Linked DNA regions of Mus musculus: regions 1, 2, 3 and 4 are each linked to region 5. Evidence: chromatin contacts called from public ChIA-PET, HiChIP or PLAC-seq and promoter capture Hi-C data. All regions are on one chromosome and are shown on one strand. The core of a region is the stretch at or near the end of the contact, and the rest is flanking DNA. Distances in the headings are between cores, read along the strand shown.

Region 1 (2,702 bases), core at 92-2,591, 140 kb before region 5:
ATTCCAGGGTGTTCCCTGAGGCTTATCACCCTAGGTCAACAGCAGAATGACAGTAAGTACTCTTGGATGCCTGCTTTTCAAGACACTGAGAACCTACATAGATGAATAAGAAGGAAGTCCTTGCCTTAGGGTGAGGGGGTTTTCAGTCAGGCTAGAGGGTGGCTATGCTAGAGCAGGGCTAACAGGCATCACTTGTTCTGTGGTATGACAGCTGTTACTGCCAGGGGGCACCTGTCAGGTGGGGCAGGTCCAGATCCTCCCTAAACTGGGAAGAATATCAAAGAATATCTACTGTGTGAGGGTATCTAAGAGGAGAAGGCTTTAGGGTTAGGCTCTGAATGTGTGAAGGTGCTTGTGTTTGTCCAATAAAAGGGTGATTTTCTACAAAAGGAAAGTAGGGCAGGTCCCCATCCTGCTGGGAGAAGGTCTTTCCAGTAACTCAAACCACATGAACAAAACGCCTGTGCCCCAAGCCAGGCAGTGGTATCAAATGCCTTTAATACTTGCACTCAGGAAGAAGAGGCAAGCAGATCTCTGAGTTCAAGGCCAGCCTGGTCCACAGAGTGAGTGCCAGGAGAGCCAGGGCTGCACCGAGAATGTATATCCCTAGGTAGTACAGGTGCTGCATCCTATGGCAAGAACACACAACGCCTGCCTCTTAGGATATCAAGTAAGATAAGGAGACAGAAGCGAAAAGGCTTTTACTGTCCTGGGGGATGTGCCAGGTGGAAATCAGCCAACTGCCTCAATACCAAGAAATGACTTAAAGCTGCAGGAAGCTAATTTCCAAGCACAGGCCAGCTATGCCTCCCTTAGGCCCCCTGCAGGCACCCCACTGTTCTGCTATCTTCAGCATGTGACCTCCATATTATACGGTTGGGTCCAAGGTAACTGTGTAGACTGGAAAAAAGAGTCTAGGCACCTCCTATACCCATATTTTGTTAGCTAGAACTCTGTCACATGACCAAACCTAACTGCAGGGGACACTGTGAAATATAGTGAACTATGTGCCCAGGGAAGCAGACCCACTGGATTTTTTAATATATAACTTGTTTTTATGTGTATTGGTGTTTTGCCTGCGTGTGAGGGTGTCAGAAGCCCTGGAACTGGAGTTACAGACAGGTATGAGCTGCTGTGTGGTTGCTGGGAATTGAACCCGGTTCCTCTGGAAGAGCAGCCAGTGCTCTCCACCACAAAGCCATCTCTCCAGCCCCAAGCAGAAGGATTTTAAGGAATTCTGGGAGTTGCCCCGCCCTCTAGTATGAGAGTACAGAGGTGGATCTGGAAAGGGCTGTGGAGTCAGGGTGGGGGTGGGGTTCTCAAAGAGGATGGGGAGTGTTTCGGTTTTTCCAAACCACTGAAGTACATTGTGTCCTTTGATGACTCAGAAAGGGTGGGGTTGTTTGGATTGTCTCTTGTTCCCCAAGAACCTGGGTCATTTTTCATATGGCCTGGAGAATGTGACCTTCACGGTGTCTCTGGGGCCACATGATGCTGGATGTGTTTTTGACCCCAAGAGAAGGTTGACCAGTAGGCACAAACTGCTGGGCTAGGATTTCGGGATCCCCCTGCCTCTTACTGAGAGTCATGACTTCAGGACTAGGCTGCCACATCTTAGTTTCCTCTGTACATTTAGGGACCCACATGCCTTGAGCGAGTGAGTTTTAGCTCTAGGATTGGAAACTGCTCAGATGGGGGCATGCCCAGGGCCGTGTGGAGAAAGTACAGGATCAAGGCAGGGTGCCTGAGGGTTTTAGAGGTGAGAGGCGAGACTGGAGCTGGCCCTGGAGCTGTCTGGAATTCTTCTCTGCTCCTTTGTCCTATGTGCCTTTTCTGCTGGCTGGCTGCTGCCTTTGGGGCATCACATCTAGGCCTCTGCACCTTAAAGACAACCCAGCCCTTGGAAACCAGGGCACGAGTTTGATTTCATGTCCCACTTCCAATTCAGAGCCTTATGAAGGCAAGTAAGTGTGAGATGGTGGTTAGCAGGGTTAAGACAGATTCAGTTCAGAAACATTGCAGCCATTGGGCTCTCACGTGCAGAACCGGCCCAGTCCCGACTCAGCTTGCACAGGTGGGAACTTATAGCAAGGTGGATGAAAGATCTAATGGGATGCTGGCTGAAGATGGACAGATTGTCCCTTCTTCTAGGGGATGGGAAACAAGAAAAGCCTGATTGGGTCTAAATGACGGTCGGACAGGTAGGGTGGAGGTTCCTGTCACACTTAGAGGGGTCGTTGCTAGAACAGGCAGTATATGAAGGGTGTCTGAGAAGGTCCAGGAGCTGTGAAAGTTTAGCTGAGTGAAGTTTTGTCAAGATGGATGGATGTGTATTACCAGAACTGTGAGCTGGGCTTGGCCACCTGTCCTCAATAGGCAAATGAAGCAGATGCGTAATGATGTAAGGATGAGAAAGGAGAGCTCCTCGCTGTGGGAAGACGAACAACTTGAGAGATCCAGCGACCATCCTCCACAAGTCCATCTTCGGGATGCTGAGATGGGGTTTAGGTTAAGTGGAGGGTACGAGGCATGCGTAACTAAGCCATCTTGACGGAGGCATGGCCCTCTGCCCAACATGTCACTGTCTGGACCCCAGTGTGTCCTGCAAGGTTGTCTGACAAGTTATCAGAAATCTGTGAACTCTCTTTCCAGGAAATAAATCCTCCTCTAGCTGGCTGCAGGGCCCCAGGCTTCTCCTCGTC
Region 2 (2,700 bases), core at 148-2,647, 180 kb after region 5:
CCCAGTTAAGGATTTAACCTTCTAAGAATGCAAATACTTGTCCTGGATCTCACAGTAACAACCCAAGCTTCAAACACAGGCAACAAAAAACAGACACCCTTTTCTACTCTGCTACTCCCAGTCACTTTCTGTTCATCTGTGGCTAGTAACAAACACAGGCCCTCTTCCTCCCAGCCAAGCAATTCCAACCTAGATGCCCGGGTGACCTGATACTACAGGGACGCTCATTTTCAGGTCCCCTGTGTGCAGTCGTGCAGTCTCACCATTTTGTAAGAAGTTAATATAAAACACACACACACACACACACACACACACACACACACACACACACACACACTGGACAGGACAAGAGAGAGACAAGGCTAGGAACAGAAACAAGACGAGCTGGGCCCTGACAGCATGGAGGCAAAAATCCAAACTCAGACCGGTGCCTTCTCCATCTCCCACTGGGGCTCAGGAACAGAGGCAGGAGCTGGTGGTCACAGCAGGGTCTCCTTTCCCCTGGGAGGAACAGAACTTCAGTGCTCTCTCAGATTTGACTTCAAGTGCAAACTCTCATGCATTCCATGGCTAGCTTCCCACCGAAGCCTACATTTTGAGGGAAACCTTTCTGAAGCGTCTTGGCATCAGCTTAAATATTGACCTAGGATGACCGAGTGGGCCACAGGTGAATTAAGAACACAAAGGCGTGCGTGAAACAGGGGCTCAGTAGATCATACAATTGGGGTGCAAGGTTGCAAATCTACCCCAGTATGCACAAAAAGGGTCTGTGCTTACTCTTCTGACTACTCTAAAACTCCCAACACCCACACAGTCATTCCACTGACCACTTTCTCATTTAGGGGCAACTTTCAATAGGAAATCCATGTACATCTGGCACACAGGGAATGATATCTGGGTGCAAAATGCCCCCTCCCAGATGAACAAAGGGCACCAGAAGGATGTGCCCACACATGGACTGTGTGTGTGCCCACACCTGGGCAGCCTCAACTAAGCAGTAGGCGGTAAGTCCCATCTGGGGCTCAATGGAAATCTGCCATCTGTGACCAACGAACCACAGGGCTGAAGGGCTGATGAAGCGGGGTCCAAGCCACAGAAGTGTGCAGAAGAAGTTCCAGGGGGCACCCTAAGCCACAGCCTCTCTTGACCCCACAGCAGAGAGCTGGTGTCATGACTGAGCCCTGCAGGGAACTTGATCAAAGTTCTTGTTGCATTGCTTGCTAGTTCTTCTTCCTCTCTCAGTGGCCCCAACATGCACCTTGCTACTACCATCCTGGTTGCAGCTCTGCTCCTTAGGTATTTCTAGCCGCCAAGTCTGCTAACCCATACTCATGCCCACACCCAAGTATCCGTCAAATGAAAAGCCGCCTCTGTCAATCCCAGATCCTCAGCTACAGGCACTGTGGGGAGTAATCAGCCCCCACTTCCCTCTTCTGCTGCCTCTCTGGAAGTCAGAGCCAGAGGCTCCAGGGGAGCCTCAAAAGACCCAGAGAACACCAACTTGAAATGGCCACAGCAGACATGGCCAGGAAGTTGGCAAGGGCAAGAACAGAGCAACTTGTTCACCTGCTGGCAATGAATTTAAAGAAAAATGTAAAAAACGTTTGGTAGGACTCCATCTGAGTTTCCAGTCTGTCATAGTCCAACCCCTTCTGCACAGAAAGGGGAAGCTGAGGCCCAGCCAAAAGGAAGGGGGCAGTGACTAAGTAAGGTTGGTAATTACTGAGAAAGCCAGCATAAAAACTCAAAACCCTGGCCATCAAAGCTGAGTGCCTGCAGAAGGACTGACATCGGACAGACTCTGGGGCTGGAGTCATAGGGCCCTGCAAACACTGGACCCAGAGCCACCTGGGGTCATTCACAGTATTAAGTGACTGAGCCACCATCTGGGGGCTGTAGATCCTGGAGGAAAAGGGAAGGAGGAAGAGGAGGGGAGGAGCTGCCTAAGGCACGCCAGCTCTGCAGAGTGTGAAGAGGGGTGCGGCCTCTGTCCTCAGTCCAGCCAGGAGAGAGCCCCGCTAAGCATGAAGCCTCAGCAGTTGACTCTTGACACTGGCACCCAGAGTCCAACCCCAGATCCACCCACATTAGGCCAGGGCAGGAGCATTTAAAGACCCACCCTGGTGAGATCTACCTAACTTCAGAGCCCTAAATTCACAGCCCACACCTAGAACCTTTGCCTAAGCTGACCGTCCAGAGGCTCACAGTCCAAGTCCAACGGAAGCCCGCCAGGCATCATGGCCTCGCTAGTCATGCACAGACAGCATAGCATCTCTACCCAAAGGTAAACAGGGAGGGACCAGGTTCCTCTCTGGTCAAACCTCAAGGCTTTGCCAGTTAGTTTTTAATGCTCAGCCTCCATAGTCCCACTGAGTGCTGGACCAGGTGGCCAGCCAGGAAGCCACAGGGCCAAGTCAGTGAGGCCTTTTAATTCAGCTCCCTTGAGGCCCCCAGGGGACTCTGCTGAGGACAAGAGGGCCTGAGTTCCCCATGACTGTCCCACAAGGCTCTGCAACCAAAGGCTAGAACACAGGACACAGAAAAGCAGAGTAGACACCGTAACGCTCAAACCACGAAAGCACCAGGGTCTCTGCCTACATGTGGTCAGCGAACTGGGTCAGAGGACCAAAACTAAAGGTAGGACTTAGACCCTCTAGTTCAGATGTTTTTTGCTGTTTCAGAACTAACTTCAGAATCTAG
Region 3 (2,900 bases), core at 89-2,588, 160 kb before region 5:
TTACCTAGTAAGGCCTACATGGATGTTCCCACGAGCCAGGCTTCACCAGCTCCATGGAACAGATGAGAAATCTGTTGATTGAAGATAATTTTCATCATAGAAGCAAGGTGTAATCATTATAATGATTTGAGTCACCCCCACTCCCTGAACATCTCAGAACTGTCTATAATGATTCCTTGCATGGCTGTCTGGAAGCTATTCCTTGTGTTTATGTATATATCTCTATATCTGGTCCCAAATAAGACTGGAGGAAAAAAAAAAAGATTATCGAATTTTCTTTGCCAGCTACTACAAGTATGCAAATGTGGAAAGGGGATGTATGCGTGGAAGTCAGAGGACAAGTTGTAAGAATCATTTCTTTCCCTCCATCCTATGGGTCTTGAGATCCAAACACAGTTCTTCAGGCTTGGCAGCAAGCCCTTTGACTCACTGAGCCATTTCATTGACTCAATTTTGGGAAGGGGCAGAGTACAGGTGTGAGAGTGGCGGAGCTCACACGGCCTCTGTGAAGCTCGTCCTGCCTTCTCTGTTCCCTCGGAGCCTTGTGCAGAGGGTCTGGGCCTTCCCTGACTCAGCATGGTGGGATGAGGTGGCATGGCTTTCCCATCTCTCAAACCGTCTAGGGTCCTGTCCGGATCTACACAAGAGGTCTCAGTTCTCCCAGTAAAGCTCCACGGAGCTCACCAAGCAGCCAAAGCCTCTGGCTCTGGGCCAGGAAACTTCTGCACTCTCTCTAGTGGGTGGCAGCCAGCCAGAGCCCCATTCTGTCTCCTGACTGCTCTGACCCCCAATAGTGTTTCTGCCACCTTCCCATTGAGGTTCGTGAGGCCTGGGGCAGCTCCCAGACCTTGCTCACTGTCCCTGGAGGCAGCTCCCTCCTTCCTTGCAGAGCTGTTCAAAACATCCCAGGGAATCTGGTGCCAAGGGACACTGTGGACTCCTTGGGCAGCTGACCACAGGCACACGGAGGCAATAGAGTGTCTCTAGACAGCTGTGAGAGGGGACGACTGGGGGCCCCCAGAGCCAGTGCTTGCACCACGAACCGAAGGATATCTGTCTTGGAGGGCTTCTGTTTGTGGCAGAGCTCCTCCATAACTCCTGGCCTAGATCTTTTACACTGTCAACTCCGTTCACGACGGCCCGTCTCTGTCACATGTCACGCCTGCTTGCTTCTTTATCTACAATCAAAGATTTCAGGGTACGGCAGTCTCAGCATCTGCTGTCAGGAGGGAGAGCGTGGGCGTCAGAGTCTCTGCTCTTCCAAACAGATGACAGGCACAGAGCCAAGAGGGCTCAGCGACCATCACTGACAGCAGGAGTTACAGCCACAGGCAAAGCTCAGAGAGGGCCCGCTCGTCACGCGGCAAGTCAGAGATCACACCTCCTGCCTGTTTCCTGTGGACTGTTGAGAGCTCAGTTTTTCTGAGTTCCCTGCCTCTCTTTAGCTTGGTCATGGCAGGCGGATGCCAGGAAGCTTTGCCCCTTCTGTCTCTGACCTCTTCTCACATAGTATGAAATCCACATCTTTCCAAGGCCTTGGCGTCTCTGCCTTCTATATCTTGCCTGGAGACAAGGCCTATGACCTCATACACAGTTCTCTAGGCCAAAAACACCCATCACCCTAAGGGCTCAGAGCCAGCCTCTGTCGTGTTTACTCTCAGAGTGGACCTAGAGGGACCTCAAGGAGCTGACTTTCCTGGAAAGCATCTTTGAAGCCCACATTTGATTGGTCCATGGTGCTTGTCACTGCCAGGTGTGTCCACCATGCTGCCCTTGCCTATTCATCCACCAGCTGTGTTTAGGGGCATGAAAAGCATCCTCCTTGTGGTATGTCACATGGTCAAGAAAATTGGATTCTCCTGGCAGCCGCGTTCACATCAGGCTACACATCTCTAATGCTCTTGATCTCATGGGTTGCCACCACGACCAGGTGTCTCGGATGCAAGATAGAATCACAGATGTGAGCACCATTCACTGCAATTGGATGTGCTGAGTCCTCATATCAAATCTACACAGTGAGGTGAGAGTGGGGGTTGTAGCAGGAAGAGAGCTGAGGGGTAAATAAGTTCTTACACAAGAGCTAGCTCTGTTGAGTTACAGGTAGGCAGAGTGCTAAATCCTCAACAGTCACCGCATCAGACTGGCACGGTAATCCTGTGCAACAAAGACTTAAAAAAAAAAAAAATAATTAAACTGAAGCCCGGAGAAGTGACTGAAGTCACACAGCCTGTATTCAGATCCGGGCAAGTAGGCTCTATCTGGACAGGCCACATGGGATGCGAAGAACTTTATCTTAGACGGTTTCCTAAACAATGAAATTAAATGTAAAGCACACTGAGGAAGTAGGCTTTGCAGTGAACAGTCATATCCACCATTTACCCTTAATGTTCTTTGTTTGCATTGCTGCCTGCCTTCATTCATCCTAAGTTCACTTTATCTTTGTGCGTTCCAGAGAAAATCCTAGACCTCCCCGAATATGTCAGCACGTGGGTTGTTAACTACAGAGTTCAGTATTCGATGACTGTTCATGACCGCTTTAGTATAAAATGGATGCAGAAGCCAAGTAAACAAACAGGCATATGTAAATAGACACCATCTGAACTTCACATTGATTCATGCAAACTGTTTTCTCTGCCCTGGGGCTTTGATTCAGCGTGGGATTTTGTGATTCATCCACGTGGTTACTCATCAGTAGACCTCCTTATTGCTAGCTGTTGCCTTGTTGTAGGGAGCCCAGCCTCTTCATCCTCCTCCCATCGATGGGTACCTGGACCAGTTCCGAGTTATGGTAAATTAAGCTGCTGTGACCATCTTCTGGCCTATCTTTTGATAGATGGGCTTTTGTTCCCTTAGGGGACATATCAAGGAACCCACCATGGAGCCTGTGTGCTCGTGTTAGG
Region 4 (2,844 bases), core at 10-2,509, 210 kb before region 5:
CATGGACGATGACCTTGTGAGAGCTGCATCAAGAAGCCCACCCACAACTCCCTCCTGCATCCTAGCTGCACAGGCCCTGGTGGGCAAGAGGATGCTAGAGCCAATAGGCTTTTGTGCTACTTGGAGGCAGGAGGGAGTAGTAGGTAGACTCTCAGGTAAAGGTCTGATGATCTTCATCCCTCTCCTGCTTGAGAAGTCAATAGTCTCCCCACTCCACCCCCACCCCCTTCACCACAGGCCCCTCTGTCAATGTACTGCACTCATTTCGTCGCCATGACTACAGGGCTGAGGTTATCTCTGCTCCTTGATGGATATGGGATGGTCTTGGTATGCCCAGAAGAAAAAGCTATACTCTGACAAATACTGAGATGGACTCCCTTAGATCTTTCAAAGTGCTTTCCTATGTGGTTGTTTTAAAGGAGACATGTCCTGAGGTTACAGTGTGGGACGGGACAGAGCCTCCACCTAGAAGTCATACAGCAAATGACTGATTATATGCTTTAGTTACTTTTGTTCTGCTGCGACCAAATTACTCCACAATACATAAAAGAAGACAGCTTTATCTTTGCTCGTGGTTTCCAGAGAGCTCAGCCCATCACAGCAGAAACTGCAGGGCACACAATGTGGCATTGGGCATGGGTGGTAATGAGTATCCACATGGCGGTGGATCGGGAACCAGAGGCTGGAAGTGGTGACCCAGTGTCAAAACTTAGGTTCCACTTCCCAGCGGCTCCACAATGCATCTAAGGAACAGGTTCCTCCATCTGAGGAACAAGTGCTCAGAACATGAGGCTGATGGAAACATTGTAGGTCCAAGCCATAACATATGAGAGCCATGTCTGACTCAGGCAGGCATCGTAGGACTCCCAGACACTGGCTCTGTCTGTTCTCCTGAATTCTAGAAGATGTGAAGTGTTTTGCTTTGCGTATGGGCTTTCTTTGGGGTTTAGGAAGTGACCCAGGTGGAACAAGATGGAGGCTGGAGAGGGCAGTGCCAGGGAGAAGAGTTGGCTCTGCAAATTAAGGCACATTTCTCCAAGAGATTCAAAGGCTGAGAAGACCTGAAGAGAAGGCAGTGTGAGAGCATGTAGGGAGAGTAGGTAGGCAAGTGCCTGACAGAATTAGAGGTCACTGGAAGCAGCAGCTGAGGGGAATGGAATTTACTTGGGTGACCTTTGCCCTTTCCAGGACAGCTCCACACAATTGAACTTACCTTACCGGAAGTTTGACGCCAGGGCCCCAGGGCCTGTGGGGCCTATGCACTCTTCACATTCCTACTCGATTCCGTGTGAACCACACCTCTCTGACTCGCTTGGCCTGTAGCTGTGTCCCGCTGTGGGCTCTGTTTCTGCTGTTATGGGCTGTGTGTCCCTCTGTGTATCTGCAGCCACATTTCCTGCTTACAAGAACAGCTGGATTAGAGCCCACTTACTTCAGTATAACTTTATTTATTGGCATCTGTAAAAATTCTAAACCCAGTCACAGCCAGAGGATCTGGGAGGTCATGAATTAGAGGCAGGGTAGGGACAGCTCCTTGCACAATACATCGAGTGAGAAGAAAACTGAGGGTCACGGGGGCCTCTCAGACATTCAGTCACATGAGCCTAGGGGAAGTCAGTCTCACATAGTCCACAGCACAAAGGTAACAAAGTCTCCCCTGAGTGGAGCTAAGGGAAGACAAGGCAAAAGGATGTTTTCCTTAGACACAAGCAGGAAGTATTGCAATTCTAGACGCCTCAAGGTCCCAATGGGCTCAATGAAGGGTCTCATTTAGGAACAGGGATAAGCAGGGTTCTATAGCAGGAAACTGTTGCACAGTAGCTACAGTGGAAGAAATGTGTGTGAGGCTGAGGCTTGGGGTGCCAAGCTGTCCTAAGTTAATAGTGATGTGATCGACAGAACCCAGTCCACATGGTCAGAGTAGAAGGGTCTCTATGACAAAGGGTTCGGAGCCCCATTCAGAGTCAACTGTGTGAAGCAGGGAATCACAAAGGTGCTCTGACAGGAGCATCTGCACCAACCTCCATAGGGCTCCCTACAGGCAAAGCCTGGCAGGTATTGACTGGGGCACCCCCAATGACATATCCAAACCCGCAGATCCTACACAGCCATGCTCAGTCAGCACCTGCTTCTTACAGAAACCCCAGGTGACATGTGCACTCCTTAAGGTGTGACTCACACTTTCCAAGGCTCCTCAAAGAGTTACTTATCTTCCCGGCTACCTGTGCAGCTCTGACAGTTGCCCTGAGAAGCACTCAACCCCTCCTCTCCAAATTCCAACATCTTTAGCCTATCCTCACCAGGTACAAGGAGTTGGTCCCAAGCACATTCCTTCATGGGACCTGAGGCTGGGAGCCTGCTAGACCAGAGTCCAGACCTCAGAGCCCTAAGCTGCCAAGATTCTAAAATTTTTCACACCAGGAAGGAAGAGGCATGCACTGGGGTTGGGGGTCATCAGAGAACAGCAATGAGAACACAGGAGGGGAGGTCTGGCTCACAGGAGGATGGTGAAGATACAGGTCTGGATGCTGAATGGGCTTCTGATGAGTGTCACAGCTACCTAAGTGATGTTATGTTTGTAGACACTTGTGTTCCAAGGTTGGGCCTTCTGCTCACATTTGTGGGTGCCAGGTTACAACATCAGAGTTCTGCCAACTCTTTTCTTAAAGTTGTTCTAGTTCTTCAAGAGAGGAAGTGCCTTGGCTGTGTGATCAACAAGGTCTTGGACAGTGGGGCAAGAAGGGGATTGAACAATAGCCTCTGTCTGGAAAGAGAAAGGTCATCATTCCAAAACCACCAGAATGTAAGATCTGATGCTCTGTGGACCCAGAGAAGGACATGGAT
Region 5 (2,700 bases), core at 176-2,675:
ATGGACACCTCCCTTTTAAGGACAGATAATATTGGAACCAGATTATTTAACATCTCTGAGTCTTAGTTTCCTCAATGCCCAAACGCACTTACTTGAGAATTTACCATAGGCTTTTCAGTTGGCGAAATTAGCCTGGTCCTGTTTACCCAGTAGATGTAGCCTTCAGTGAATTATTGAACACAGATTTTCTTTTTAAAAACCCATTTCAAAAAGTCTGTGAGCTGTATGCAAAATATAACTATAGCACTATTGAATAATAGTCTCAGTTCAAGTTATCTTTTCTACAAGGAACCCTCACAAACTGACTTATTTTCCTACCTCGGGATACTTCTCCCTGTTTCTCTTGGTTTACAAAAGGCTCTGAACTATTGTTGATTCATTAGTTTAGGCAAAATCCATCTCTGTCACTTGAAAGCAGGTTCTTTTTAAAAAATTGTATTCTTTTATTTTTTTTCTTATACTATTTTATGTATTTACATTCCAAATGTTGCCCCCCTTACTGGTCCCCCCTTCCCGAGTTCTTCACCCCATCCCTTTAAATTGTATTCTTTTTTTCTTTTAAAGATTTATTTCATTTATATGAGTACACTGTAGCTGCCCTCAGGCACACCAGGAGAGGGCACCAGATCCCATCCCATTACAGTTGGTTGTGAGCCATTGACCTCAGGACCTCTGGAAGAGCAAGCAGCCAGTGCTCTTAACCACTGAGCCACCTCTCCAGCCCTTGTATTTTTTTTTTAATTGGATATTTTTTTTGTTTACATTTCAAATGTTATCCCCTTTCCCAGTTTTTTTAAAATTAGGTATTTTTCTCATTTACATTTCCAATGCTATCCCAAAAAGTCCCCCATACCCTCCCACCCACTCCCACTTTTTGGCCCTGGCGTTCCCTTGTACTGGGCATATAAAGTTTGCAAGTCCAATGGGCCTCTCTTTCCAGTGATGGCCGACTAGGCCATCTTTTGATACATATGCAGCTAGAGTCAAGAGCTCCGGGGTACTGTTAGTTCATAATGTTGTTCCACAGCCCTTGTATTTTTAATTTGTGTGTGTGTGTGTGTGTGTGTGTGTGTGTGTGTGTGCTTTGTGAATGAACTCAGAACTCAGAACTCAGGCCGTTAGTCCTGGCTATTTATCTATGTACTCTATTTACTGAACCATCCCACAGGCCCAGGGATTAGACAGTTCCAGTCTCTGCCTCGAAATCCTCACGTGTAAAACTTTTGAAAGGGAGGAGGAGCTCAGAGGCCTGGGCCGGCTCATGCCCCGCCCAGTTTGGCTTGGGCCCGCCCCTGTGGTGCTCGGGACCCTGCCCCCCGTTGTGGGCGTGCTCCGCAATGTTGTGGAGGCCGCGTGCCGGCGGCGTTACGTCACACGCACGCTGGCGCGGCACCCGGTTCGGCGGCAGACGGAAGGGGGCGTGGCCTGGCGCTAGGGCCCCGCGGCCGCCGGCGCCGCCGCCTGAGTGACCTGCTAGGCGGCCGGCGGCGCTCAGCTTCCGGCCACTCAGGCAGCTCGTTGGCCACTCTGTTTTGAGGTCCTCGCCGCCCTTCCACGTCTCCCGGAAGAGCTAGCCGGCAGGTCCGGGAGCAGCGGGCTGCTGTGGCGGCCCGGGCGGGCGACGAGGCCGCGGTGCTGCCGCTCGGCGTCCTCAGGTGAGGCGCGACCAGGCCGCGGGCGGGACGGCTTGGCCTGCGGGACCCGGTCTCCGCCTTTCCCGAGCGCTGTCGTGCTCGTCTTCGCTCAGGGACAAGGAAGGGGATGCCAGAGCCCCGTAGCCTCCGGATACCGAGGCTGACCCGCCCTCCACCCCGACTCTGCTCTGGGGACCCAGTACGATGTGTTCTCGCCTCTCGGGGACCCGTGGTCACACCGCCGGGCCTGACCCCTGACCCCCGCCTCTGTGTGACATCTGACCTTCCCGGTGGCTTTGCACCACGGGAAGTCCCCTCTTGGAGTCTGTCACTGAGATAAGAGCTCAGGTTTAGTGTCTACGATCCACGTGAAAGATATGTTTTAAAGCCCCGTTAACTTTCAGATGGGAGGCAAGACATTAATTGTCTTCAGGCTTTTTTTTATTAGGAGAGCTACTTTTCTCTCGCTCATCACTAATTTTTACATCGAGCTTGTGTAACGTTTTATAAGTCAGAAGGCATGTTACATTCCTTTTTCATTTGGTTTCTCATAAATTGAAATACACACTTAAATGGGTTTCCTAAAGAGTGTGTTGAAACAGTTAACTTCCGACGAGGTTAGAGCGGAGAGGTTAAAAGGTGGGTTTACCTCTAGGTTGACCTAGATTCCAGTGTCTGAGGTGCCATCGAAGTTCCAGGATCTTTCTAAGCCATATCCATCTTTATTTGTTTCTAAAGGACTTTACAGTTTGCCATATAATGTAGCTGAGCATTATGTTACTATATTATTTTTATTATTTTATTTTTATATTATATTATTTTTAGTGATAGTGTTTGCACAACACTTGACATATAAGGATGAATTACTTCAGTAGTGTTTCTAGGAGTGCCTGTGTGTGGGCTAGAATTGGAATTTATCATTGAGCAAACCAGGCATTGTGTGTATCCACCCACTCCCCCTTCCCCAGCAGGGAGAGACATGTTTTAAAACAACAGTTGCAACAACCTGAAGCAGTGTAAGGCAAAAGAAGGGCATGCACACAGAATAAAAAGACCTAGCATAGAA

What was found. Promoter capture Hi-C pulls out the DNA fragments that hold promoters and counts their contacts. ChIA-PET counts read pairs in DNA pulled down with a chosen protein or histone mark. HiChIP or PLAC-seq counts read pairs in DNA pulled down with a chosen protein or histone mark.
Region 1: an H3K27ac HiChIP or PLAC-seq map of extraembryonic endoderm stem cells shows a contact between it and region 5. The contact joins the enhancer-like site here to the promoter of Golga5 in region 5. A contact is called at or near these places in 1 of 484 Hi-C or Micro-C datasets (cortical neurons), 4 of 115 datasets of contacts at active chromatin or transcription factors (bone marrow-derived dendritic cells, extraembryonic endoderm stem cells, memory CD8 T cells and 1 more) and 2 of 9 other capture datasets (adipose tissue and liver).
Region 2: a contact with region 5 is called in a promoter capture Hi-C map of pre-B cells, with 2.4 times the contacts expected there. The contact joins the enhancer-like site here to the promoter of Golga5 in region 5. A contact is called at or near these places in 3 of 39 promoter capture datasets (the C10 cell line, embryonic stem cells and pre-B cells), 1 of 484 Hi-C or Micro-C datasets (Th1 cells) and 3 of 9 other capture datasets (adipose tissue, liver and pancreatic islet).
Region 3: an RNA polymerase II ChIA-PET map of memory CD8 T cells shows a contact between it and region 5, with 113 read pairs. The contact joins the enhancer-like site here to the promoter of Golga5 in region 5. A contact is called at or near these places in 1 of 39 promoter capture datasets (pre-B cells), 4 of 484 Hi-C or Micro-C datasets (CD8 T cells, cortical neurons, group 2 innate lymphoid cells and 1 more), 4 of 115 datasets of contacts at active chromatin or transcription factors (effector CD8 T cells, memory CD8 T cells, microglia and 1 more) and 1 of 9 other capture datasets (liver).
Region 4: a contact with region 5 is called in an HNF4G HiChIP or PLAC-seq map of pancreatic cancer cells. The contact joins the enhancer-like site here to the promoter of Golga5 in region 5. A contact is called at or near these places in 8 of 39 promoter capture datasets (the 3T3-L1 cell line, the HPC-7 cell line, hematopoietic stem and progenitor cells and 4 more), 10 of 484 Hi-C or Micro-C datasets (the Ba/F3 cell line, the G1E-ER4 cell line, the HL-1 cell line and 5 more), 5 of 115 datasets of contacts at active chromatin or transcription factors (embryonic stem cells, extraembryonic endoderm stem cells, memory CD8 T cells and 2 more) and 2 of 9 other capture datasets (macrophages and pancreatic islet).

Annotation. Positions count from the first base shown.
Region 1 is chr12:102,326,935-102,329,636 of GRCm38.p6, forward strand. The region is part of intron 3 of Rin3 (Ras and Rab interactor 3); the gene reads left to right. Among named protein-coding and RNA genes, the nearest start is that of Rin3, 45 kb to the left of the region's middle. Within about 2 kb of position 1,342, at least 30 of the 459 cell types and tissues checked have an H3K27ac peak or open chromatin away from gene starts, as enhancers often do. A contact at or near this core is called in extraembryonic endoderm stem cells and trophoblast stem cells, where this site is marked.
Region 2 is chr12:102,645,039-102,647,738 of GRCm38.p6, forward strand. The region is part of intron 2 of Itpk1 (inositol 1,3,4-triphosphate 5/6 kinase); the gene reads right to left. Among named protein-coding and RNA genes, the nearest start is that of Mir1936, 39 kb to the right of the region's middle. Within about 2 kb of position 1,398, at least 124 of the 459 cell types and tissues checked have an H3K27ac peak or open chromatin away from gene starts, as enhancers often do. A contact at or near this core is called in Th1 cells, adipose tissue and pre-B cells, where this site is marked.
Region 3 is chr12:102,307,338-102,310,237 of GRCm38.p6, forward strand. The region is part of intron 1 of Rin3 (Ras and Rab interactor 3); the gene reads left to right. Among named protein-coding and RNA genes, the nearest start is that of Rin3, 26 kb to the left of the region's middle. Within about 2 kb of position 1,339, at least 102 of the 459 cell types and tissues checked have an H3K27ac peak or open chromatin away from gene starts, as enhancers often do. A contact at or near this core is called in CD8 T cells, effector CD8 T cells, group 2 innate lymphoid cells and 3 more, where this site is marked.
Region 4 is chr12:102,260,757-102,263,600 of GRCm38.p6, forward strand. All of the region lies in intron 14 of Slc24a4 (solute carrier family 24 (sodium/potassium/calcium exchanger), member 4), which reads left to right. Among named protein-coding and RNA genes, the nearest start is that of Gm25203, 8.5 kb to the left of the region's middle. Within about 2 kb of position 1,260, at least 66 of the 459 cell types and tissues checked have an H3K27ac peak or open chromatin away from gene starts, as enhancers often do. A contact at or near this core is called in pancreatic cancer cells, where this site is marked.
Region 5 is chr12:102,467,709-102,470,408 of GRCm38.p6, forward strand. It overlaps Golga5 (golgi autoantigen, golgin subfamily a, 5), which reads left to right and starts at 1,426. Exons shown (of 13, transcript NM_001199004.1): 1 at 1,426-1,655. Gm30198 (a long non-coding RNA gene) reads left to right here. Exons shown (of 3, transcript XR_381856.1): 3 at 1-168.